Linked DNA regions of Mus musculus: regions 1 and 3 are each linked to region 2. Evidence: chromatin contacts called from public promoter capture Hi-C data. All regions are on one chromosome and are shown on one strand. Each heading gives the region's core, a stretch centred on a gene start, on an enhancer-like site or on the middle of the called end of the contact. The rest is flanking DNA. Distances are from core to core; before and after follow the strand shown. Region 1 holds the start of Cd8a (CD8 antigen, alpha chain). Region 2 holds the start of Thnsl2 (threonine synthase-like 2 (bacterial)). Region 3 overlaps Eif2ak3 (eukaryotic translation initiation factor 2 alpha kinase 3).

Region 1 (4,728 bases), core at 1,928-4,427, 230 kb after region 2:
ACACACACCACACACACATATACAGTATATGTGTATACACACCCATGCATGCATACAGCACCCTATATGCATATACACACACTATACATACTTTTACAGACACAGGCATGCATATATACTTGCTGGTCATTACCCAGGTTTTCCCTTCTTTAACTCGCTCATCTTCCACTTTAAAGCATTATGTGAGGCATGAGTGAGATAGTTACAAGTTAAAACGACTTGCTGACACCTTGACTTCAATCCCTAGGCCCCACCTAGTAGAAGGAAGAAACTGACCCCCATAACTTGTCCTCTGACCTGTATGTAGTGCTGAGGCAGGTTAGTGAACACACACACACTAAATAAATAAATATATATTTTGAAAATTGAAAGTGTTATATGCACTTTATGAATTCAGCGACAGGAATAATGTATCTTTTCATACCACAACCTTGATGGTACAGTAATTATTAAAAGGGGAACTGGCTTAAAGGCCTACTAGTAGAATGAAATAAACCTAACAGCAATGTGAAAGACATCATGCAAAGGAATGAAGTGGGTCTCCAACTGCTAGTGTGAAAAGGTTCTCTTCCATTATCAAGTAAGAAAATTGGCCGGGCGTGGTGGTGCACGCCTTTAATCCCAGCACTTGGGAGGCAGAGGCAGGCGGATTTCTGAGTTCGAGGCCAGCCTGGTCTACAAAGTGAGTTCCAGGACAGCCAGGGCTATTCAGAGAAAGCCTGTCTCAAAAAAAAAACAAAAATAAATAAATAAGAATAAAATAAAAGAAGAAAATTGAAAATAGATTTTGTAACACTACCCCTGTAACAAATAATTTGAAATGATAAACATCTGCACCCAGATTACATCTAAGAGATACAGTCAACTATTACCATGGTTTTACCTGAAGAACTGAGGGCAATGAGGAGAGACGAGACAGAGGGCTTTCTCTGTACTTACTCTTGTACTGCAAGGCATTCAAAATTTATAGTTGTTTATATGTATGCATGTGTGTCTGTGCGGGGGTGCACAAGTGTGGGGTTGCAGGTGCACACATTCAAGAGTGTGGAGGCCCAAAGCAGATGTCTTTCATTGTTCTCCACTTTATATGCTGAGACAGGTTCTCTCAATTGAACCCATAGCGTGATGATTCTGCTAGGCTAGCCAGCTGGCTTGCTTCAGGCATCCCCTGTCTCTTCCTCCTGGCAAAGGGTGCTACGGATCTGAACTCCGGACTTCATGTGTAGCACATACTTTACACACTGAGCCATCTCTCCAGCCCCTTATGTAATTTTTTTCAGGAATATATACTCTTGTGATTTAAGAAGCCACTTTGGAAGCCATAGTAGGTACTGTGCTGTCCACAAAGGCTGTTGACCTAAGTTCCATCCCCAGAAGGAAGCCATGAAGAGGTGGGAGAAGAGAACTGACTCCACAGAGCTGTTCTCTGATTTCCACACTCATGCTGTAACATGTCTGTCCCCTCCCAGGCACACACATCACACACATTAACACAAAATAACAATAAACTACATTAAAATTGTACTTTAAACAACTCTAAACATAAAATGTTAGAGTCAGCATTTGGGTATTCTTAAGAGTAGGGAATACTGAGACCAAGCAGTTTCTAAAGCCCACCCAATACTTGTTTGTATATATACAGAGCTTGGTGGCTCAAGCTTGTAATCCTAGCACCCTGGAGACTAATGCAATTGGACTATCATGAAACTAGGGCCTGCTTGAACTATGTCGTAAGTTCCAGGCCAGCCTATTTGAGATCTTGTCATCAAACATAAACAATGACAAAAGGCAAACCTATTCAGAGGGGTGCAGTTCAGTAAACACAAATAAGAATATAACATCAACAACACACTTGTTTGTGTAAACTGGACATGGTGGCCATACCCAGCACTGTGGCGGTTATGGTAAACAGCGTGCCACTGGGCAGAACTCAGATGTGGGGTAGAGACTGCCAGGCAACCTGTCTCCAACTAGAATGAAGCAGTAACGTGGGAGGCACACCCTGTATGGGGTTCCAAGTGGAAAACCCCACTAAGTACAAGCCACATACAAGCAAGAAGAAAGCACATCCCTGAGACTGGCAGCTTTCAGGACTGCAGTGGGCAAGAAAGAATGAAGTCTATGTGTGCCAGGGACAGAGAAGAGTAAATGCCTGCACCCAAGATTCACCCAGGACACACACATGCATACAAGCAACAGAGAAAGTCAAAGGCCCAAGTCAGATGGCAGGGGCCCAGCATTTGCCAGGCAGAGAGCAGCAAGACCTTAGAAACGTAGAAATAAGTAACCAGGGAAGTGTCTGTCTATGAGGCAGTGGCTGCAGGCGGGCACATGGCAAAGCCAGGGATGGTGGCTTGGGTGGAGCCAGCACCTATCCAAGGGCTAGTCCCCAACCAAGTCAGAGAGGTGTTTTCCTCTAGCTGTGCAGGCCATGGGGTGATGCTGTCAGATCCCCTGGATAAGAATGAGGGTCAAAGTGTGTAGCTGGATCATCCAGTTGGCGAGCATTTGGTGTGGAGGCTGTTGCCATGGTTCTAAGAAGGGATGAGACTGGGAGGTGAGCTTTGCTCCCTGGGTGGGAGGCCAGGGAAGGATATTGTCAGCAGCTAAGAGTGCCACTCAAGGCTCCCATTGAACTGCCCCCTTGCAAGTCCCCTTGATGGGAGGTGCAAGTCCCTTCTGGTTAGTGTCTGGTCTGCTCTGCTGGAATCTCTGTACATTTTCTTTCCACTCAACCTCCAGACAAGAAGCAAAAACACAAAAAGACACTACTGCCAGCAAAAGAAGTGGAAGGGCAGGAGGGTCTAGAATTCAAGGCCAACCTTTGCCATGAAGTGAGTCTGAAGCAAGCTTGGGGAACCCAAGAACCTATCTACAAGAAAAAGAAAAGGGAGAGTGGGCACTCCTCTCCCTTCATGTCCTGTCACTCTCATATTTTTTTTATTAAGATTTAATCTTTATCCTTCTTCTTTCAGCCACTCTTGCAGAAGAACAATTCCTAAGGGTCCCTTCCAAGTGTTTTCTCTTCCCCAAATCTCAGTTTTCAATTCCTCCCACTTGCTCTGCAAGGGTGCATTCTCACTCTGAGTTCCCAGGCCCCTAAAAGGTGGTTGACACTCTTTGGTGGGGACTTTGGGTGACATCATATCCTCACATAGGAAATCAGCTCTGTCTGCAGCTGGCTAAAGGAGCAGTTTCCCCGACCCTACACGCCTCCCCCACCGCACCTCCTCCGCCCTGTTCCTGGGCCCCTCCCCTAGAGCCCTAGCTTGACCTAAGCTGCTTGCTGGTGGAGAGCACACCATGGCCTCACCGTTGACCCGCTTTCTGTCGCTGAACCTGCTGCTGCTGGGTGAGTCGATTATCCTGGGGAGTGGAGAAGCTAAGCCACAGGCACCCGAACTCCGAATCTTTCCAAAGAAAATGGACGCCGAACTTGGTCAGAAGGTGGACCTGGTATGTGAAGTGTTGGGGTCCGTTTCGCAAGGATGCTCTTGGCTCTTCCAGAACTCCAGCTCCAAACTCCCCCAGCCCACCTTCGTTGTCTATATGGCTTCATCCCACAACAAGATAACGTGGGACGAGAAGCTGAATTCGTCGAAACTGTTTTCTGCCATGAGGGACACGAATAATAAGTACGTTCTCACCCTGAACAAGTTCAGCAAGGAAAACGAAGGCTACTATTTCTGCTCAGTCATCAGCAACTCGGTGATGTACTTCAGTTCTGTCGTGCCAGTCCTTCAGAAAGGTTTGGAAGTGGAGGTTCCCGTCTCCTGGGTTTTAGGGGTCACATCTGAACAAGTTTCACGCAGATTCCCTCTTCTTAAATCTCTTGGGGCCTCTTGGAGGTGATTTCTATACTGTCCCCATTTTACAGACCAAAAAGTTGAGGCTGAGGTGCTGGGTGGGATTGGAAGTGATTTTTAAACGCCCTGGATCTGGGCTGGAGTCTGGATGCACGTGTGATCCTGCCCCTGTTGGCTCCAGGATAGAATTTTGGTATTGACTCCAGCTTTGGGTTGGTGGAGGGCCGCAGTCGCTTAGCTGCTGGATCTGATCTAGGCACATTGGCCCCAAATCACACTTGGCTCCGCGTGTGCGAGCAGCGGAGTAGCCCAGCACGTATCCAGGGGTTCCTTCTTCCTCTAGTTAAAAGCTAGGAAACGGCTCCTTCTTGGGTAAAGGCTAAGTGGAAAGGGGCTGGTGCATCCACAATTCCAGCTTGACCCGCAGGCACCCTATTGCTTTTGCAGTGAACTCTACTACTACCAAGCCAGTGCTGCGAACTCCCTCACCTGTGCACCCTACCGGGACATCTCAGCCCCAGAGACCAGAAGATTGTCGGCCCCGTGGCTCAGGTTAGGTGCTCTCAAGCGATTGAGATAAGCAGATAGCCTGGGGTGGAAAATCCTGATCTTGGAGGGAGACCTGGACCGGGAGACGTGCTGGGGGCAGGGTTGGGGGCTGTCCCAGAGGGTTTCTAAATTCCATTCATTCGGATCTTGTCAGTGAAGGGGACCGGATTGGACTTCGCCTGTGATATTTACATCTGGGCACCCTTGGCCGGAATCTGCGTGGCCCTTCTGCTGTCCTTGATCATCACTCTCATCTGCTACCACAGTAAGTTCTGGGGAGTTCCCCCCATCCAGCCCCCCACCCACCCCCCCACCCCACCCCCGCCAAGAGACTGCTTTGTGCTCCAGGAGGAGTCTGCACTTTGTGCCTGCT
Region 2 (4,515 bases), core at 13-2,512:
GGCAATGGGTATAAACAGAAATGACGTTAGGAATCTGGGACACAGGAATCAGCCCACATAGGAGTCCATGACATGGGACATAGGCACAGCTGCTCAGAAGGCAGAAGCAGGGCCAGGAGGTCAAAGGCTTAGCAGTGCCTTCAGTAACTGCAGGGAGTTCTGGAATGCTGTGAACAACGTTAGAGCAAACTGCCCTGAAATCCTTGCTGCATAAGGATTCTGGACCTGACTAAAGGAAATGCAGCCAGGGAGTTCTACTGATCAAAGGGCTGGGGGTGCTGGGACAGGGCAGAAGCAGGTGGAGCTATGAGGAACATTTTTCCAAAGCCCTGTCCTTGGTCCTCGGTAGAATGGACCACATGATACCCGGGCACTGAGGTGGGGATTCTGCAACCCAAGAAAGACATGAACAAGGCACAGAGGTGAAGAAAGCCCGGCTTGAGCTAAGCATGTGCCAGAATAAGAAGATGGCTTGATTAGCAAACAGTCCCAAGCTTCTCACAGGATTAAGGGCTGTCGGTCGGTTCTGAAAGATCACTTCAAGGGACAGCGCAGAAAAAGCTACAAGAAACAGCTAACGACTTTTTTTTTTTTTTTTTTTTTAAGACTGTTGTGTCAGGGCTCTGGACTCAGATCTCCGCTGTACTTTACTGTGATAATTACTTTTTGGAACGTTTCTGGATTTTATTCCAGAGCGGAGACAGGGCAATAACCACGATAAATAATAACAGTAATCCCGCCTTTGGGGCGGGATTCGGCGCGGCGGTAGCGGAGGTGGGGAGGCATGGAGTCTCGCCCCTAGTGGTAGATCACTACTCCTGGATTGGAGTTTAAAGCAAGGCCTGGGAGGGCGGGCGGTGTACACCCGCTGGCGAGCTCGCCGAACCCTAAGACCCCATCCCTACCCTCTGAACACAGCGCACTGTCCTGAGTTTCCGGGTTACTCCCACACTGCCGAACCCTGGCTGCAGGAGAAAAACATGAGAAATCCTCCACCCGCGCGGGCTGCTAGGGCTATTGGGGCTGCTGCCATCCTAAGGCCCCAGCTGGCTTTAAAACGGTGGCCCGGAAGCCAAGCTGAGCTACGGGACCAGGACAGCAGCCAGAAATCTGACGTGTCACCGTGGAGAGCGCGGGGTGGGGGGCACGCAGCAGAGAACTGGGCGAGGTTACCGTAGGGGCGCGGAGCTGCCTGGAGACCCGAGTCCAGTGGGCGACGCGCACAGCTCTGACTTCCCTGAGCCGGAGGTTCTGAGTTTAAAGCCAAAGCTGGGGAGGAGCTCCTACAGAGGGCGGAGGAGGGGGAGTGGAGAAGGGACTTCGGGGAGGGGTAGAAGACAGAGCTTGGAAGACAGGAGTAGGGGGGTCGGGTGGGGGACAAGGCAGACACCGGAACACTAGCCTTTGTGTTCAATGAGTGCCTTTCAGACTCTGGATTCTCTTTTAGACTCATGATCTTCGCTGAGACTCGATAGAATAAAAGACGGTGACATTTTGTTCTGTTTTTATTTGTTTGTTTACTTATTGAGAGACCTGTCTCTATGTAGCTCTGGCCACTCAGGAGATTGTATGTAGAGCAGGCTGGCCTTGAACTCACAAAGAGATCTGCCTGTCTTTGCACATCCCTTTCCTAACTCCTCCACCGAGTGCTGGGATTAAAAGCTTTGTTTTGTTTTTAGATGAGAAATCAGAGGGCAATGTGGGAAGAAGGACTTAGCCTTCCACCATTCCATCCTTTGGCTTTCAGGATTCTGGTTTACATAAATCCAAGAGCCTGTGCTAAAATCCACCAGATGGGTGCATCATTTAGCTAAAAAATTCTTAATAGAACAATACTATCTATAGAAGCGTAAGTCTGACTCAGTTTCCCCCTCCCCTTCCTTTTCTCTATGTTCTCCCCCCTTCTTCATGGAAGCTGGTTATACAGTAAAGGATGATCTTGAAGTCCCGATCTTCCATCTCCATCTCCTGAGTGCTGACATTACAGACTTGTGTTACCAACGGCTTATGCTGGGAATCGAAGCAGAACTTTGTGTGGGCTCGGCAAGCACCTTACCAGTGGAGCTGCAGTCTCAGGCCCTAATTTATTTTTCAGGGAGGGAAAAAAGCAAGAATTTGGGGTATTTTTTTCTCCAAACATGATCAAATGTCCCAGGATTTACATTCACGCTCCAAGATAAACATAGGTTTGAAGATGGACCAGACAAGTACAGTCTAAGATTTATTCTTAGCCCTGGCCTTGGCCTGGTCTTTGCCTGTCTCCTTCCTCCTCCTGAGGCCTGTGCTTATTCAAGTTGCCTGCCGTCTAGTCCTCCCCTACACAGGCCATCCACTAGGCAACAGTGTGTGAAGCTGCCCCTGAGTAGCCAGCTCAGTCTCCTGGTAGAAGGCACTGAGAGACTGTCCCTGCTCAGGATATGGGATAGGCCTTCTGAGTACAAAATGGGCCAGGGACTTGCCATAGAGTTGACAGAGGTCAGAGGCACCAACCTATTGAGGGATACAGGTCAGCCATGGACCTTCTCCAACGTGTTTCTGTACTTTCCATGAGGTGCATTTAACCATTCAGAAGCCAGGAAAACTGGGACTCACAAAAGTCAGCAGTGTTTGTTACAGTGTTCCCAAAGAAATCGCATCCAAGGACAGCCTCCCTGCCTGGCTCAGGCAGGCCTACAGGACAGCACCACCCTGGGGCCCAGAGGGAGCCCAAAGTTCTTCTGTGAAGTGTACTTTGACTTCTCACCAAGGAGAGGAGCTAAAGGCTGGAGACAACTAAGTTAATCATTAGGGGTTACTGCCTCTGGGGTGTTCAAGACAGGAACTCCAGGAAGAAGGCTGGACTTTGAGAGCAGGCTGCACAGTAAACTGTAGTATTCATATTCTATATTGGAGCCATAAATGAGTTTCTTCCATTTTTCTTGTCTTTTATCTATCTATCTATCTATCTATCTATCTATCTATCTATCTATCCATCTATTTATTAAAATGCAGTAATAATATCAAATAGTCAGACTAGAGCTGGAGACGGGAGCAGTTCAAAACACTGGTTGCTCTTCTGGAGTTCAGTTTCCAACACCCACGAGGCAGCTCACAACCATCTGTAATTTTAGATGAAGGGGACCTAACTCCCTGTTTCGACCTCCATCAGTATCAGGCATGCAAGCATACCTGCAGGCAAAACACTCATACACATAAAATAATAAAAAATAAAAATATATTCTGACTAAGGCATTCTTTTTTATTGTTTATTTTATTTATTTACATTTCAAATGTTATCTCCCTCCCCTGTCCCTCCTCTGCAAACCCCCAACCTCTCCCCCTCCCCCTGCTTCTATGAGGGTGCTCCCCCACCTATCCTCTCACTCCCACCTCACCGCCCTAGCATTCCCCTACACTGGGGCATCACGCCTCCACAAAATCAAGGGGCTCCCCTCCCATTGATGCCAGATAAGGCCATCCTCTGCTATATATACTGCTGGAGCCATCAGTCCCTCCAACTGCATCCGCAACTGTATTGGTTAGGCTCTGGCAGAGCCTCTCAGGAGACAGCTATACCAGGCTCCTGTCAGCAAGTGCCTCTTGTCATCAGCAATAGTGTCTGGGGTTGGTGTCTGGAGATGGGATGGATCCCTAGGTGGGGCAGTCTCTGCATGGCCTTTCCTTCAGTCTCTGATTCACTCTTTGTCCCTGCATTTCCTTTACACAAGAGCAATTCTGGGTTAATATTTTTGACATGGGTGGATGGCCCCATCCCTCAACCGGGGCTGTGCCTAACCTCTGGATATGGTCTCTACAGGTTCTCTCTTCCCTTTGTTGGGTATTTCAGCTAATGTCATCTCCACTGGGTCCTGGGAGCCTCTTGCTTTCCTAGCATCTGGGACTTTCTAGTGGCTATCCCAGTTCCCCATCCCCCACTGCTACAAACCTCCATTCAATTTCCTGACTCTCCTTACTTCTTCCCAGTCTCCTCCCACACCTGATCCTGCCCCAGTTTTCCCATCCCCCTCCTCTCTAACCCCCAGGTCCCCACCTCCCTCTACCTCCCATGATTATATTGTTCTCCCTTCTAAGTAGGATTGAAGCATCCATACTTTGGTCTTCCTTCTTCTTGAGCTTCATATGGTCTGTGAGTTGTATTGTGGGTATTCTGAGCTTTTTTCCTAATATCCACTTATCAGTGATTACCTACCATGTGTGTTCTTTTGTGTCTGGGTTACCTCACTCAGGATGATATTTTCTAGTTCCACACATTTGCCTGAGAATTTCATAAAATCATTGTTTTTAATAGCTGAGTAGTACTCCATTGTGTAAATGTACCACAATTTCTGTATCCATTCCTCTGTTGAGGGGCATCTGGGTTCTTTCCAGTTTCTGGCTATCATAAATAAGGCTGCTATGAACATAGTGGAACATGTGTCCTTGCTATGTGTTGGAGCATCTTTTGGGTATATGCCCAGGAGTGGTATAGCTGGGTCCTCGGGTAGTACTATGTTCAATTTTATGAGGAACCACCAG
Region 3 (4,192 bases), core at 1,046-3,545, 240 kb before region 2:
GTTAATAAAGAAATGAAAAATACTGAAATTTATAGAAGTTTTCAAATTTCTATTTGGACTTAAGTGTGTTTCTGTTTGTTCTGGTTCTGAGGCAGGGTCTCTTGTAGCTTGGCCCTTGAACCCTCCACCCCCTGCTTCTGTTTCATACCTTTGTTTGTTATGTGAGACTTCTCTGCTTCTCTGCGTAAGAATGGTTGTGGGTTTTGCTCAGGGGGAGGAGAGGAGCCACAGGGTAGCAAGCAAACCTACAATAAAACAGCATCTCCAGATTGATTTTAATAGTTTAAAATAAAAGCAATTAAGTTTCTCTAGCAAATCTACTTAAGAGGAAGAGAAAAAAAATTAAAAGGTTGCTGCAGAGATTTAGGAGTCACAGAGAAAGAGAGAAATCAGGTGGCCTAAGTAATTGGGTTGGCTTTCTCAGTGATGGAGTTAAGACTTAGTGAAGGAAAAATAAAAATGTTCTAAGTAGGCAGAGGCAGGCGGATTTCTGAGTTTGAGGCCAGCCTGGTCTACAGTGTGAGTTCCAGGACCGCCAGGCTACACAGAGAAGCCCTGTCTCAGGGGGAAAAAAATAGATTCAAACCATTATTTTCCTTGAAAACTACTTCTAACTACATTATGCAGTGCATAGTGATTAAAATACAACTAGAATTCCCATTTCCCAACCCCATCTCAAACCAGGGATCTGCAGTCTCAACTTTTTTTTTTCCTTTTCTTTTCTTTTTTTTTTGAGACAGGGTTACTCTGTGTAGCCCTGGCTGTCCTGGAACTCACTTTGTAGACCAGGCTGGCCTCGAACTCACAGACATCCAGCTGCCTCTGCCTCCTGAGTGCTGGGATTAAAGGCGTGTGCTAGCACTTGCTTTCACTTTTAACAAAGTTCACCTTTTCGGCCTTCAGATGTAGTTGGTGCCAGGCATACTCTAGCTACTGCCTGTCCTGCTGCCCTCTCGTGGGATACGCAACGAACTGCTCTTCAAAGCTCAATAAAAGGTCTCTTCAAGTAGCTCAGTCTCCACAAATTCATGCAATCAAAATAAATATGTGGGGGCTGGGGAGATGGCTTAGCCATTGAGAGCACTGGCTGCTCTTCCAAAGGACCCTGGTTCAATTCCCAGCATCTGCATGGCAGCTTACAGCTATAACTCCAATTCCAGGGTATCTGACACAAACACACATGCAGGCAAAACACCAATGAACATAAAATAAAAATCCAAAACTTTTAAGTCTCAATTTTTACAATCCAGTAACATGTTAATAATTCTTTCTCCTTATATATTAATCTTTCTTCTTTAAAAGGAATGGGAAAATATAGGAATATATAATAAAGAAAAAGGCGTTTACCAAAAATAAGTATAAAATTTCCAGCTGTGTACATGCATGCACACATATCTTATATGTAAATATATCTTTTTATATCTTTTAATATTATATATAAATTGTTATGTTGGAAACCAAAGTTGGAATTTTGTTTCATAGTTTTCGATCAGTATTCACATGTGACCATTCATGAGTTCTTGGACATCCTCAGACAGATGTGAAACATACATGCAGTTCAGATTGCTCAATGTTTGTTTTGAACACTAAAGTTAATGTCAGTTTTGCTGGGAGGCCAGTCACTTGGATAATTGGCCCAGCATCTCTGTTACATCTTCATCGACTCTGCCATGGACAGGATTCCATTCATTCAACTGTGAATGAGTCAGTTTACATTGCCCAAATATTGTATGAGGGTATCTTTTTCCCCCGTACCTATGTTGCCAGTGTCCTTGGACATTTTCTTTGAAGGCTTCCCAAGCCACAGAGGGAGGCAAGGGACAGTGCTATAGGTTGCAGTAATCACTTTAGATCATAGTATGGTGGGTACATACCTGATACAGTCAGTGGAACTTTGCACCTGCTATTTTGTGAGCAGAAGCCAGCCTGCATAGAAGGAACCAAAGAGGCAGATAGCTAGAGTGATGTGGAGGAGAGGGGGTGATGGCCTCCGTCCTGTCACCTGTTTCCTCTCCCCCTCCCCCTGGTACAGCAGTTTTGAGGTGAGCCAGTTCCAGGGCTGTTTACCTGTAGTCAAGTAACTGGCCTAAGGAAATGTTCATAAATAAAAGGGCTCTCCCAAGGCTCCAGGACTTCGCTTTGCATTTGAATGGGGCTTTCCTTAATAGAGCAGAGCAGATGTGATTCTTTGCCCTGTGGTATCAGGTATTTATTGAGGGCCTGCTCTGTACTTAGCCCAGTGCTGAATGATGGGAAGGGAACACAAAAGCAGCAGGTCTCTTCCCTGCCAGGACTGGGAAGGCACAAAAAATATGCACATGAAAAATAGGGCTGTGCATGCAGAGCAGTCTGCAATTAAGTGCGTAATGAAGGCTCCCCGGTTGATTAGTGGCTTGCAGTAATGACCGACTTCAGGACTCCGGTGATTAGAAATGAGATTGGCTTCAGATAGTGTCGCTTTGAAAAGCTTCACCTCAGGGGGCCTGAGCGGCCCTTACAGACTCCAGAGCACCAGGCTCCGAGTTTCTGCCCTTCGTGCTGATGCATATCTCTCTGGAGCCTTACCTGGGCTTTCCCTCTGTGATGCTTAGTGCTGTAATTACACCTGCCCACATCGAAAGAGGGCAGGAGAGGGACTTAGAGATTAACTCTTTGCTCATACCCAGAGGTAACTGAATCAGCTCAGGGCCCGTGATGCTGCGTAGGAACTGAGCCATCTCTGTGTGAATACTCTAATGATATGCTCCCTCTGGGGCAATTTTTTTTTTAACATATCTTTATGCTATTTCAGATTCATGGAAACAACTACTCCCATAAAGTGGACATCTTCTCTTTAGGCTTGATTCTGTTTGAACTCCTCTACCCATTCAGCACCCAGATGGAACGAGTCCGGGTAAGTGCGTCTCAGGCACCCATGAGGACGGGCAGAGGGATTACTTACAATTTACAAGAGTTTTTTGGTGGTTACGTTTCTTCTTTTTTAAACTTTTAACTACGCATGTGTGCGCGTGCGGTTGTGTGAGAGTGCAGGTATGCCCTGATGTCGGAGGCTTCAGATGCCCCTGGAGTGGAGTTGCATGCAGTTCTAAGCTGCACAGCTGAACTCTCCAGCGCCATTAAGTTTATTCTCGATGCCATTAGACAGTTAAACTAGGAGCAAAAGGGACCCAGTGAGCAACAGGATTATTCTAGATGTTCTGTTGGTATCAGTTCATCATCACCTTAACAGTAGTTTGCATTTGGCAACCTTGTGACCACTGCAGAGCCAGAGGGAGCTGGGAGGGTAACGTGAGTGAGGGCAGGAAATAGTGCCAGTTGGATGGAGGAAACCCTATGGAGGACAAGTGGTCATGCAGTCACAGACAGATGCTGGCAGATGGCACACGGCTAGGTTTTCCAAACATCATGACCGTAGGTTTTCAGTCAGACAGTACTAGTTGGGTATGGTACTGCAACCTTTAATCCCAGCACTTGGGAGGCGAAGACAGGGCAGATCTCTGTGTGTTGGAGGCTGGCTTGGTAAACAGAGCAGGTTCCAGGCCAGTCAAGGCTACCAGCTACCGAGTGAGCTCTGTCTAAGCAAAATAAGAGATCCACTCAAGCAAAGAATCAAGAATCAAATTTGTGGATTAATCAGTTCATCAAAGACACTGGGAAGAAAGTGAAAAGTTTGGGGCTAGAGAGAAGGCACAGAAAGCCCTTGCTGTTCATTCAGAGGACAGGAGTTCAGTTCCCAGCATCTACATATGGCAAGCAGTTCACAGTTGCTTGTACTCCAGGGACTAATACCTGGGCTGCCTGGGTGCACATGCATACACACACAGGCATGAGCACATAGGCACATTAATAAAAATAAGGAAAGGGAAAAGACAGGCTGGGGTGTTGTCAGTGTACTTATCTAGCATGTGTGAGAAGTGGACATACGACAAAATAAAGCTAAAAGATTAACTTTCTTTCTTTCTAGATTTTAACTGATGTCAGAAATCTCAAGTTTCCTCTACTGTTCACTCAGAAATATCCCCAAGAGGTATGGATAATTTTCAGCTCTTTCTCTAAAATCATCACATTAAGTGCTTAAATTGTTCTTAAGACACCCTGAAACACAAAGGGTCCTTAGCAGTCAATTGGTCAGCTTTGCCTTTTCAGGTGAGACACCCAACATTCTAGATCAATGGCTCGCAACGCCTTTAGA

What was found. Promoter capture Hi-C pulls out the DNA fragments that hold promoters and counts their contacts.
Region 1: a contact with region 2 is called in a promoter capture Hi-C map of stem cell-derived epiblast-like cells, with 4 times the contacts expected there. The contact joins the promoter of Cd8a here to the promoter of Thnsl2 in region 2. A contact is called at or near these places in 17 of 39 promoter capture datasets (the 3T3-L1 cell line, 3T3-L1-derived adipocytes, the C10 cell line and 9 more), 5 of 484 Hi-C or Micro-C datasets (the CH12 cell line, bone marrow-derived macrophages, embryonic stem cells and 2 more), 9 of 115 datasets of contacts at active chromatin or transcription factors (bone marrow-derived macrophages, double positive thymocytes, effector CD8 T cells and 4 more) and 5 of 9 other capture datasets (adipose tissue, embryonic stem cells, liver and 2 more).
Region 3: a contact with region 2 is called in a promoter capture Hi-C map of embryonic stem cells, with 3 times the contacts expected there. The contact joins the enhancer-like site here to the promoter of Thnsl2 in region 2. A contact is called at or near these places in 1 of 39 promoter capture datasets (embryonic stem cells), 2 of 484 Hi-C or Micro-C datasets (the CH12 cell line and cortical neurons), 2 of 115 datasets of contacts at active chromatin or transcription factors (differentiating embryonic stem cells and embryonic stem cells) and 2 of 9 other capture datasets (adipose tissue and pancreatic islet).

Annotation. Positions count from the first base shown.
Region 1 is chr6:71,370,250-71,374,977 of GRCm38.p6, forward strand. It overlaps Cd8a (CD8 antigen, alpha chain), which reads left to right and starts at 3,178. Exons shown (of 5, transcript NM_001081110.2): 1 at 3,178-3,748; 2 at 4,254-4,358; 3 at 4,510-4,620. The coding sequence starts at 3,304. RefSeq lists a cis regulatory region at 1-1,661.
Region 2 is chr6:71,143,118-71,147,632 of GRCm38.p6, forward strand. Thnsl2 (threonine synthase-like 2 (bacterial)) reads right to left here and starts at 1,263. Exons shown (of 9, transcript NM_001033929.2): 1 at 1,174-1,263.
Region 3 is chr6:70,897,441-70,901,632 of GRCm38.p6, forward strand. Eif2ak3 (eukaryotic translation initiation factor 2 alpha kinase 3) reads left to right here. Exons shown (of 17, transcript NM_010121.3): 15 at 2,792-2,893; 16 at 3,965-4,027. Among named protein-coding and RNA genes, the nearest start is that of Tex37, 19 kb to the right of the region's middle. Within about 2 kb of position 2,296, at least 9 of the 459 cell types and tissues checked have an H3K27ac peak or open chromatin away from gene starts, as enhancers often do. A contact at or near this core is called in differentiating embryonic stem cells and embryonic stem cells, where this site is marked.